Regions from separate parts of the Zea mays genome. Here region 1 is linked to region 2. The links are chromatin contacts, called in public Hi-C maps. All regions are on one chromosome and are shown on one strand. Each heading gives the region's core, a stretch centred on a gene start, on an enhancer-like site or on the middle of the called end of the contact. The rest is flanking DNA. Distances are from core to core; before and after follow the strand shown. Region 1 holds the start of LOC100281367. Region 2 holds the start of LOC100192981.

Region 1 (5,221 bases), core at 2,458-4,957, 230 kb after region 2:
ACCTAGATAAAATTTGTTTTGCTGAAATTGACTACCATCGGAATGCTGAACGGATGAATAGAGCATACAGAACCCTGATCCAACAGTATCCGCCGCTGCTCTTGGCCCTTGCCAGTCAACCAGGATAAAAGATGTGCAGATGTTAAATGCTGGAGTTGGCAATGATATGTACATAAACATAACACACGGAAACTACAAGGGCCAATGGTAAATCGACAGCAGGCAACTATGGAGCTGGATGGTTCACTGGCCACCATCTTCCAGCTCGCAAATTCAACGTTTGCTCAAGTGCTGCTGCGGCTCCATCGCCGGACCGTGCCCTCCTCCTCCTGCACCCGAGCTCCTCTTAAGGTCCTGGTACATCTCCTCGATCAACGGCTTCCACAGACGAACCCTCGCGTTTATGAACCAATTCGAAACCTGGTACAAACGCAAAACCACTCGAATCCATCATTACCCCATCTCGCCAAAAAAGAATCGAATTTGAAACGAGTCTGGTGGGATTTCGATCTGTGCCTGGTTCCTGGTGAGGCTGCTCCTTGCCGCCAGCACGTCCTTCTCATGGTCCTTGGGATACCTGAGCAGAGCAGAGCAGAGCGCGATTCTGATCATGGCCAACAATGTCGATAGACGATTTGCGCAACAACGTCGCGGGACAGACTTACGGGTGCAGGAAGTTCTCGAACATCCACGCCTTGAGCACGGCAACAGACTTCTCTGGCAGCCCGCACTGGGGCCGCCAGCACTGCTGCTCGGTGCGCCACAGCTGCTGCGCCGACCAGTGCTTCTGTATGAAGGCCGACTCCCAGCTCTGCTCCACGTCGCCGCCCGCGGCCACCGTCACCGACGACGACGACTCGCCCCAGCAGCTGGCCCTGCTCGCCGTAGCCATGATCTCGCCGGCGAGCCACCGCCTCAGCCCACGGTACATCGCCGACACGGCGCGGTGCGCGAACGGCGCGCAGATGCCACCGCCGCCCGGGGGCGAGTGCATCAGGGTGTTGAACTTGGCTGTCGTGCTCTGGATCTTGTCCAAGCACTGGTTACTCGTCCATCTGCAAACCATCATCCAAATCCAACATGCTTCACAAATCTGCTCCAGAATTCATATAACTAATAGTGTGAACGAACGAGTGGTCACCAGGAAGAACTCCAACATGCTTCACAAACCATCGTCCAACTCCAACCTGGCATGTGGCCGACGACGTCGTTGAGCAAATCCTGGACCACGGCTGCGTACCGCGAGCGCACCACCACCGCGGTGAAGTGCAGCGCCATCCGCGACCGCGACCGCGCCCGCGGCAGCTCGGTCAGGGCGGACCGGCTCGCTCCCGAGGAGCACTACTCCGTCGCGTTCAGCGTGCTGTCCGAGGAAGCGATGGAGTTGGAGCACAGCGTCGGCTCGCTCGCCACCACCGCCGCGGACGCGTTGGCGCCACTGCAGGCGGCGAGCGGGTAGTGGAGGCCTCCTGCGTCGGAGAGCCTGGCCCCGGCGAGGTGGTATGTCTCATGGGCCGGCACGGGTACTGGTCCGCCGGCGCTGGTCCAGATACCGTACGGCTTCTTGGACGACGACCAGACCGACATGGCCCCGGATTGGCTGGGGCACCGCAAGCTCGCCGCGACGCGGCTGTCGCAGCCGGCGACGCCGTACAGCTCGTCGTCCATCTCGTCCGGCGGCGTCCTCCCGCCGGCACGATCATCTCGCGGCGGCGCGGGGGCGTTAGCGAGGAGCTGGGCAGCTGGCTGGCGAAGGAGGCCAGCACGATGTTGTTCGCCGCGTAGTGCGCGCCCAGATCCGCCGACGACCGCCGTGTTGCCGAGGCCGAACCCGAAGCCGCCCTGGTCAAGAAGCACGCAGGGGTGGAAGTGCGGCACCTCAGCGCTCATAATGCCGCCACCTCTGTAGCCCAGGCCGAGGCGGAGGATGGATGGGACTCGAATCCGGGGGCGGAGGTGGAGGACCCTTCCATGGAGACCGAGCGGGGTTTAGGGATGAGCGAGCATCACATACGCCTTCCATGGAGAGCATGGATGCGGACGCGGATCCGGGGCGGAAGATGGCAGGGACGCGGATTCAGGGCGGACGCGCTTGCCGAGGGCGCGGGGGACCACAGCGTGCGTTACGGGGACAGGGCGGGCATCGCGAGGACGGGTGCGGGAGCGGAGCCACATCTGGTGGTGGACGCCTACTTTGCTCTCTTATAGAGTAGTAAAGATTCGTGGACCAAACAACACCCTAGCTTGTACAAATATTCTTAGGCAGTTGCTACTGATGAGAGAAAAATAACATCACTCCACTGCATTTGCGTGATTTATTGAACAGATCACAATTACATCTATTCAAATTTATTTACCTGTACGTGTCCGATTTTTAGGGGAGGATTTTTTTACGGTATTTTTTTTTTAAAAAAATAAATTTAGGCAACAATTTTATAGAATCGAGTGCTTTATCTATTATCTTTTACAAGGCACACGCGTACAATAAGGTTTGGTCGTTCGTGACTTGGATAGTGGTTTTGGTTGCAATTCCGTAATTCTTGGCATAGGATACAGCCCAACCCAGAAAAAAATAATGTTGCGGTCAGTTCTGGCTTTGAGATTCGGAGTACCACGTGGCGTAAAGGCAGGCCGTGTCTTACAGATGAATAAAGGACCTGGGTCTCACGTGATTGGTTTCCAGTTTCGTGCATCAAGATGTGGAATTTTCAAACTGCCGTCGTGTTTGTTTCGTCACATAAAAGCTTTTTGGAAGGCTAAGGAGAGGAAGCCGGCGAGAAGGAGGGGGCGTTTTACGTGTCACTGTCCTGTCGTGTTGGCTGTTGACACGAATCATTTCTTCCGCGCGTGGGAAGAAGAAGATGCACATTAGCGGCCTGAAGTAGAGATGTCAATGGGGAATTCCCCAGCGGGGATTAACTCCCCAGACCCGTACCCATGAACATAGACCGGCCCCCATCCCCGAACCCGAACCCGACCTCGGGTACGAAAATCCTCCCATACCCATTCCCGACCGGGTACTAAATACCCATGGGTATCCATACCCGACCCGATTATTCAAAAATTAATGGGCTTTTTATTTGTTAACCGGCGGACGCAATGCTTGGGACTCTAGGTTTTTTTACTTTGTTGACCGGCTGGCGGCTGGGCTTTTTCCTACAGGCCCAAAGTTGGTCGGCAGCCACTAGGCCACACGTCACAGGCAGCCCACAAGTAAATGTCGTTGGATTGCTGGATGGTGGAATAAAAATCCTAGATGCTAGATTGTTCTGGTTCCGGGTATTTTTCTCCATGGCTAATCGGGTTTGGGTTTAGCCCTCCCAAACCCGAACCCGCCATACCCGATGGGTAAGGGATTTATTCCAAATCTATACCCATGGGGATTTGTTTTAACCCATACCTTAACCCTAATAGAGGAATTCCCCACGGGTAATCGGGTTTCGGGGCCCATTGACATCTCTAGACTGAAGGCGTCCAACTCAAATCATTAAAAAGTGTTGACGCACGCGCTGATGCGCCGGCCGCACAGCACAGGCTGCACAGCCCGTTTAATCAGCGATGGAGCCCCGGCCGTCAGCCAGCCAGGTCCGGCGTCCGGGTCTGCGCCCTGCGGCGTCACTGCTGTCGCCACCGTCTCCGATGGTCCCACATCCATCCAGCGGGCCGCGCGTGGTACAAAAGGCTCTTCCTCGCCGTCAGGTGCAGCTGCCCAAACACCAGACACAGACTCCACCACCCCGCTTCGATCTTCTGTTGCAGCTGAAATCTGTCAGATTCTGCAGTTCATTCCAAATGGCTGCTGCAGCAGAGCACGGCAACTGCGATGCTTGGGCGGCCAGAGACCCTTCTGGGGTTCTCTCACCATACAAGTTTAACCGCAGGTGAGGTGGCTCCCCCTCCTCATTTGGTGCACAACTCATCATCATCATGTTTTTTTATCGCCTTTTCAGAACACTGCTGTCTGTCTTCTCGCTATGCTAGAATTCTTTGGAATAGCTGCCAGTGTTGTTTTCCTTGCCTTTTACATGTACATCATGTTTTTTTTCCTGCCTGTGGAGTGGGTTGATTTAAATCACTAGCAAGTCAAAAATTATTTCTAATTTCTTTCGATCTCATTAAATTCACACAGAACGGGAATAACCGAACACAGCCTAAAATCGTGAAACTGATGCATAGCAGACGGTAGACCATCCGTAACCGTACATATTCATAACGTCTACTATGCCTTCTGGTATTTTTTTTTTCCAGGGCAGTGCAAAGCAGCGACGTTTCGCTGAAGATCATATACTGCGGGGTGTGTTACGGTGACGTTATGTGGATACAGAACAAGCACAACGACTCAGTTTATCCTCTGGTTCCTGGGTAAGAACATGTACACTGAACCCCTAGCTTAGTAGAGCTAGGTAGGGAGCTCGCACTTTATATATCTGTTGGTTCGCGCAGGCATGAGATAGCTGGGGTTGTGACTGAGGTTGGCGCAGACGTCAAGGCCTTCAAGGTGGGTGACCACGCAGGCGTTGGAACCTACGTGAACTCGTGCCGGCACTGCGAGAACTGCAACAGCTCTCTGGAGAACTACTGCCCAGAAACAGTTTTCACTTACAACACAACTGATGCTGATGGGACCATCACAAAGGGGGGCTACTCCACTCACATTGTCGTCCATGAAAGGTAAGCCATGCAGTGTACTGTGTACCCAGTTCGGGTTGTTGATCCCTAGCTACTTCATGTAACCAAGTTCAGTACAGCAATTTCCTGACAAGGCAGAGCTTCCTGTCGACCAATCGACGTTTTTTAGGTACTGCTTCAAGATACCCGATGGCTACCCTCTGGCGCAGGCAGCGCCTCTTCTGTGTGCTGGAATCACCGTCTATACCCCAATGGCGCGGCACAACATGAAGCAGCCTGGGAAGTCGCTGGGAGTCATTGGGCTCGGTGGCCTAGGCCACATGGCGGTCAAATTTGGCAAGGCCTTCGGCCTCAAGGTCACGGTTTTCAGCACGAGCGAATCGAAGAGGGAAGAAGCCATTAACCTCCTTGGAGCAGATAACTTTGTTATATCGTCAGACACGCAGCAGATGGAGGTACTGCACATTGCACAGTTTTCTTATGCTGAAAAATGAAGATGTGTTGCTAAGTGATGTCTGTTCTGCATGCTTGACCTGAAAACTTGCTGGTATGATCTCTTGCTTTTTGCAGGCCCTGAAAAACTCCCTGCACT
Region 2 (5,467 bases), core at 2,875-5,374:
TGACAGAAAAAAAAAACATTCCAAAAGAAAACAGTTCATTCCAGTTAACAAACTAACTTGATATGTAAAATAATTGGTGCAACATCAGGATTGGCAGCAAAGGTCAATCGCATGTGAAGAACACCCACAGTTGCTGGAGTGTAAAGCTAAAATACTTTACCCAAAGTCTAGGTTTTATATATAAATATAATAGTGAACAATTCTCTGCATTGCCCTATTCTTGATATTATCCACTTTAAGTCTCAAGGCAAATAATAATTGTGAATCACTCACCTGAGGAACTGGGTGAACATAAACAACAGGACTGAACTTCCCAGTCATTGCCTATCATGTCATCACAAACAAAATTTGTTTACTAGGACACAAATGAACATAGCTTTATGTACAAGGACAAGCAAATTTAGACTTACAGGCTGAGGACTAGGGGTAGTGTAGGTTGCCCCCACCTGCATGGGATGGTATGGTGTGCCTACTCTAGCTGGGTCTAGTCTGGATGTATTATGCCCCACGATCTATGACCCAAAAGGTAAGCAGTATAAGAATTCATAAGCATGGTAATATTATAATTAGACATTCATGATAGATGCAGCAAGCAAGGCCAAATTTAAGTGTATTTGCATATGCTTGCACAAAGTACAGTAACAGAACATAAAAAGATAAGTTGTTAAAAGAAGATTTCAAACATAACAGACACATCTACATGTGACCTACATGCAAGGTTCAAGAAAGCGCGATTAGGCGTGCGATTAGGCGCGGTTAAGCGCTGAGCAGAGGATCAACGCATCGCTTACCTACTAAGCGGGCAATTAAGCGCTGGCCCTGCTTAATCGTGCCCATCCGGCATGTTTAAGGGAGAAGAGGAGGGAGAGAAGATGAGGAACACCTCCGGCGTCAATCCAGCAGGCAGCAAATCGACGGATCGACGAGAGAGAAGATGAGAGACTTCAAGAGAGAGGTAGAGAGAGAGAGCGGACGGAGCGACGATGGCTGCAGGCAGCAGATTGGTGAGAGAGAGAGAGGCGGAGCGGCTTCGCGGTGAAGATCGCACGAGGGAGGAGAGGCTTCGGGAGAGGGAGCCGGAGAGCGTACGACATGGGGGAGGATAGGCTTCGGGAGAGGGAGGTGGAGAGCACAGGGTGGCGGCGCGGGACGTGGAAGGAGGCAGCAGAGTACTAGCCTATTAGGTCATCACGGGAGAGGGGTTTTGTGTTGGGCCTCCTGGCATATGGGCTTAGTGGGCTGCAGACCCATGAAGAGAGGAGGAGGGGTTAAGGGCTGCTGCAGGGTGGCCCAATATCATGTCTTTTTTTCTCTTTTTAACAAAAACGCTTAAGCACGATTAATCGCGCTTAAGCTTTTTCACCACCCTAGCGCGCGCTCAGCGCTTAGCGCTTTCTTGAACCTTACCTACATGTGACCTAGGTTTTTCAGTTTGGAGTAAAAAGATATGATTTTTTCTTGCATCAGAATGAAACTACAGTTGATAATCTGTAAATTGACGCAAACAATCAGTTTAAAAGTCTAATATTTTCATCCAAGTCAATATAAAAAAAATAAAGTAGGCAGCAAAAAGGTAAGAATGGCTTGCATAGCTCAATTGCTAAGACCATAGGAGTAAGTACAGGAGCTCAAATATAGAAAAAATAATAATGGAGTAACCCATGCACAGCAAGTTATCAACTTGAAATATGGGAAGCATGTTACAGGTTGCTATCCAATATTTCCCTTTTTATTATCAAGGGTATAATATAGTATTATCCAATGAAGGGTGAAACAATTAAAACAATCAAAAGTACATAAGAATAGATCAAGGTACTTACTGACTGAACATATTGAGGTGAAATGGCATAGTTTGCAGGAGACAGGTTACTACAATGAACCTTGTTGGTTAGAGGTGAAACGCCAGGCACAGACTTTGACTCATATACAGGTACGCCCATTGGTACTTCAGGGGCAGAGTGTGAAATGTAGTATGTGTCAACAGGGGCCATAGCTGCAAGTACTTGCCTAGAACTTGCAAAAGATGGAGAGAAAACCCTTGCACAAGGATTGAGTTTAAATTCCTGAAATAATGTACAATTGCTCAATTAACATAGAAAAAAAAATAGCATCCTTAAAACAACCGACATTAATAATCAAGAATTCTGTATAGGCCGTACAGGCATGGTCGAAACTCAAAACAGAAGATAAAATCAGCAAGCACTAATAGGTGAGAATTCAGATCACTACATAACTGTCACAGTCCAATATCAAATGAGCTCACCTTAGCAGTGGATTTGCTTGACATAATCATCTTGGTAGCTGAATTACTGACCGGCTGAGAGGGTTTAACATCTGAAGCTACCAAGGGCGCAGCTATAGCTGAACTTGTAGCAGCATCAACTTTAGGCACCATAGTTGCTGATCCAGAAACCCCATTCATGGAGAAACATGGCCCCATAAGTCCGGTAGAAGAACTTAAACTTGTAGCGCTACCACTATCTGAGTAAATGAGCACATTTAATACAACGGGGCAGAAGGGAAAAGTACTGTGTTGTTGGTAATAAAAGAAACAAAAGGGGTTCATACTTTGACCATTTTTCTTAACAGAAGTATTTTTCCCCTGGCCCACAGAGGTGCATTTCTCAGTTTGCCTGTGACAAAAACAGTATCGATTGTTCAACAATGGATAGAAGGAAGAAATTATAGAGTTAAAGAGATTGATTGATATCTCCTGCTTGGATCCACATGTGAAAAAAATCAAATTCCCATTTACATTGGGGCCAAGTAGGATGCATACATGCAATCCAAAAGCGATATGTATGGAACAATACTAAACAGTATGCATGAATAGAATCGAGAACATACATAAGTGGAGATATATTTTCAGGTTTAGACATTTTGGGGTCATTTGCATGTGAATTTTGACGCTTCAAGGACCCATTGGAAGCCACCACGTTGGAGTCAAGAGGTTTACAAACACCTTTAACGGGGAGTGAAAGGCCCTACAGAAAGAGAACGGCTATCATGAACACCACTAAAAGACAATGCCTCGTAGCATGGAACTTAATTTAGCCTACCTTAGCAATCACTTGAACAAGGTCATCTGGATGAACAACAAGAGTGTCCACAAACGATCCCAGCGACAGATTCGCATCTCCCTTTCCGTTTGCAATCTTCTTTGCTTTCTTTAGCACGACACCTGCTCAACATGAAGTCATCAATGCAATGTTTTTTTCCAACAGAAAGACGACATTTCATCTTCAAATAGCTGGAGCTTCAACTCGAAATGTATAGGACAACCCAGGAATAAATGTCAGGCAGGAAACTATCACATGCTGTATTTACATACATTGTAGAAATTTCTATGAGCCCTCCTTATGATCTCGGAATTCCGCAATGCGTCATCCCCATAATACATACCTTACCTTGAGCCCAATCAGTGGTTTCCACGACACCGCAAAATCAACCACCTCGACCAAGACGAAACGGGCGAGATCTTGGCCGCGAATAGCTGTAACACAAAAATGGAGCAAACCCCGCGATCTCTACCACCCGCCTCCAAATCCATCCCAACGCACCGACAAAACAAACATCCTGATTCCCGCGGGCTCCAAGCGACCACAGCCACCCGTCCAGCGAGCAGATCAAACGGATGCGCAGGAAAACGTGGGGCGGGGTGGGCTGTGGACACCAGTAAGCCCGGCAGCACCCACCGCCCGACTCCACCCGCTGTTGGATCACGTCCCGAACGGCATTCCCGCGATCTCCAATCCCCGCAGGGCAACCCCAGCGAGGGCGAGCTTCTAAGAGAGGCGGCGGGAGGAGAGGGAAGAACGGACAGCTCACCGTAACCGGCATCGACGCAGGCGGTGTGGAGGACGCCGGAGTAGGTGGATCCGTCGCGGACCCGCACCTCCACGGGCAGACCCACCATGCAGATCGTGGCCATCAGCAGCGCCTCGGCGATGGACGGCGCCGCCGCCCTAGGCGGCGGCGGCGGCGGTTTCGCCTTCCTGGGGCGGGCCATGAGAGAGAGAGAGAGAGAGAGGGGGGTGGAGGGGAGGAGCCCACCCGAAAAAGGCAAAGGCAAGCGGGGAAAGGACCAAGGGGCGCAGGCAAGCAGCCGTGTCCCGTACTCCCGTGTGACTCGGACTCGCTTCGGGCCGGAGGTGCTCGCGCCTTTTGTGGTCTGCTCCTTTCCGGGCTGATGATGCGTCTGCTCTTCGCTCCGCGCGAAAGCCTGGCGGCGTGATTTTCTTTTTAGAGCCAGTTCAGGAAACTATTTTAGTAACGGATTTCTATTTTCTCAATAAAAATTAGTTTATTTTTCTTTGGAAAAATAAGAATTTTTTGATAAAATATAGTTTCTAAGCTAGCTCTTATTATCATTATTATTACAGACGATATATCGGTACGGTATGTACGCGAAGGCCAAGTAGTGATATTCGAAAAAGAAAAAAAAATACTGTGTATAGCAAGTTTTATGGCCTGTTTGGATGTTGTGGCAAACAATTTACCAGCTAATTTTAACACCTTAACCTCCAAACAGTTAGGCTAATAAATTGGCTATTATTATTTAGGGCTTGTTCGGTTATTTTCAATCCATATGGATTGGAGGGGATTGATACGGATTGAAGGGGATTTTGATTTACTAGGGATTGAATCCCCCTCAATCCCCCTCAATCCATATGGATTGGGGTAGAACCGAACATGTCCTTAGTGGGCTCACAAACTGATTACTCATTAACCATTTAATCTTGCTAATAGATCGTATAAAGAGAAAAGACTTCTATTAGTTAAGTCTCTAAATATATCCTGGCTAATTTTTGCTAGTTAATTATTTGCTGACAGATTATTAGCCACTAACAAACAATAAGCCAGAAAGATCCGAACAAGGCCTTAAATCATCAACCTATTGAATAAAAATAGTACTCTTTCTCCATCCCAAAATTTAAATCATCAACCTATTTGTCGGGGACCATAATTAGGGGTACCCTCAAGACGCCTAATTTTCAGCTGGTAACCCCCATCAGCATAAAGCTGCAAAGGCCTGATGGGTACGATTAAGTCAGAGATCAGTCCACACGAGTGACTCGATCACGCTTCACCCGAGCCTAGCCTCGGCCAAGGACAGCCGACCTCGAGAGACTTCCGTCTCGCCCGAGGCCCCCCTTTTTACGGCGGACACATCACCGGCTCGCCCGAGGCCTTGGCTTCGCTCAGAAGCAACCCTGACTAAATCGCCACACCGACTGATCAAGTTGCAGGAGCATTTAACGCAAAGGTGGCCTGACACCTTTATCCTGACACGCCCCCCCCCCCCCCCCCCCCCGGCAGAGCCGAAGTGACCGCCGTCACTCCACCGCTCCACTAACCAGTCTGACAGAAGGACAGCGCCGCCTGCGCCACTCCGACTGCGGTGCCACTCGACAGAGTGAGTCTGACAGGCAGTCAGGCCTTGCCAAAGGCGCCACGGCGAACTCCG

What was found. A called contact is a pair of places that touch in the nucleus more often than the background predicts.
Region 1: a contact with region 2 is called in a Hi-C map of tassel, with 2.2 times the contacts expected there. The contact joins the promoter of LOC100281367 here to the promoter of LOC100192981 in region 2. A contact is called at or near these places in 2 of 25 Hi-C or Micro-C datasets (ear and tassel).

Annotation. Positions count from the first base shown.
Region 1 is chr2:9,222,310-9,227,530 of Zm-B73-REFERENCE-NAM-5.0, forward strand. LOC100281367 reads left to right here and starts at 3,708. Exons shown (of 6, transcript NM_001154285.3): 1 at 3,708-3,881; 2 at 4,249-4,362; 3 at 4,444-4,671; 4 at 4,799-5,084; 5 at 5,200-5,221. The coding sequence starts at 3,793. It also overlaps the pseudogene LOC103648389.
Region 2 is chr2:8,989,078-8,994,544 of Zm-B73-REFERENCE-NAM-5.0, forward strand. LOC100192981 reads right to left here and starts at 4,125. Exons shown (of 10, transcript NM_001138154.1): 1 at 3,829-4,125; 2 at 3,060-3,181; 3 at 2,848-2,984; 4 at 2,569-2,633; 5 at 2,264-2,481; 6 at 1,821-2,063; 7 at 411-512; 8 at 274-324. The coding sequence starts at 4,009.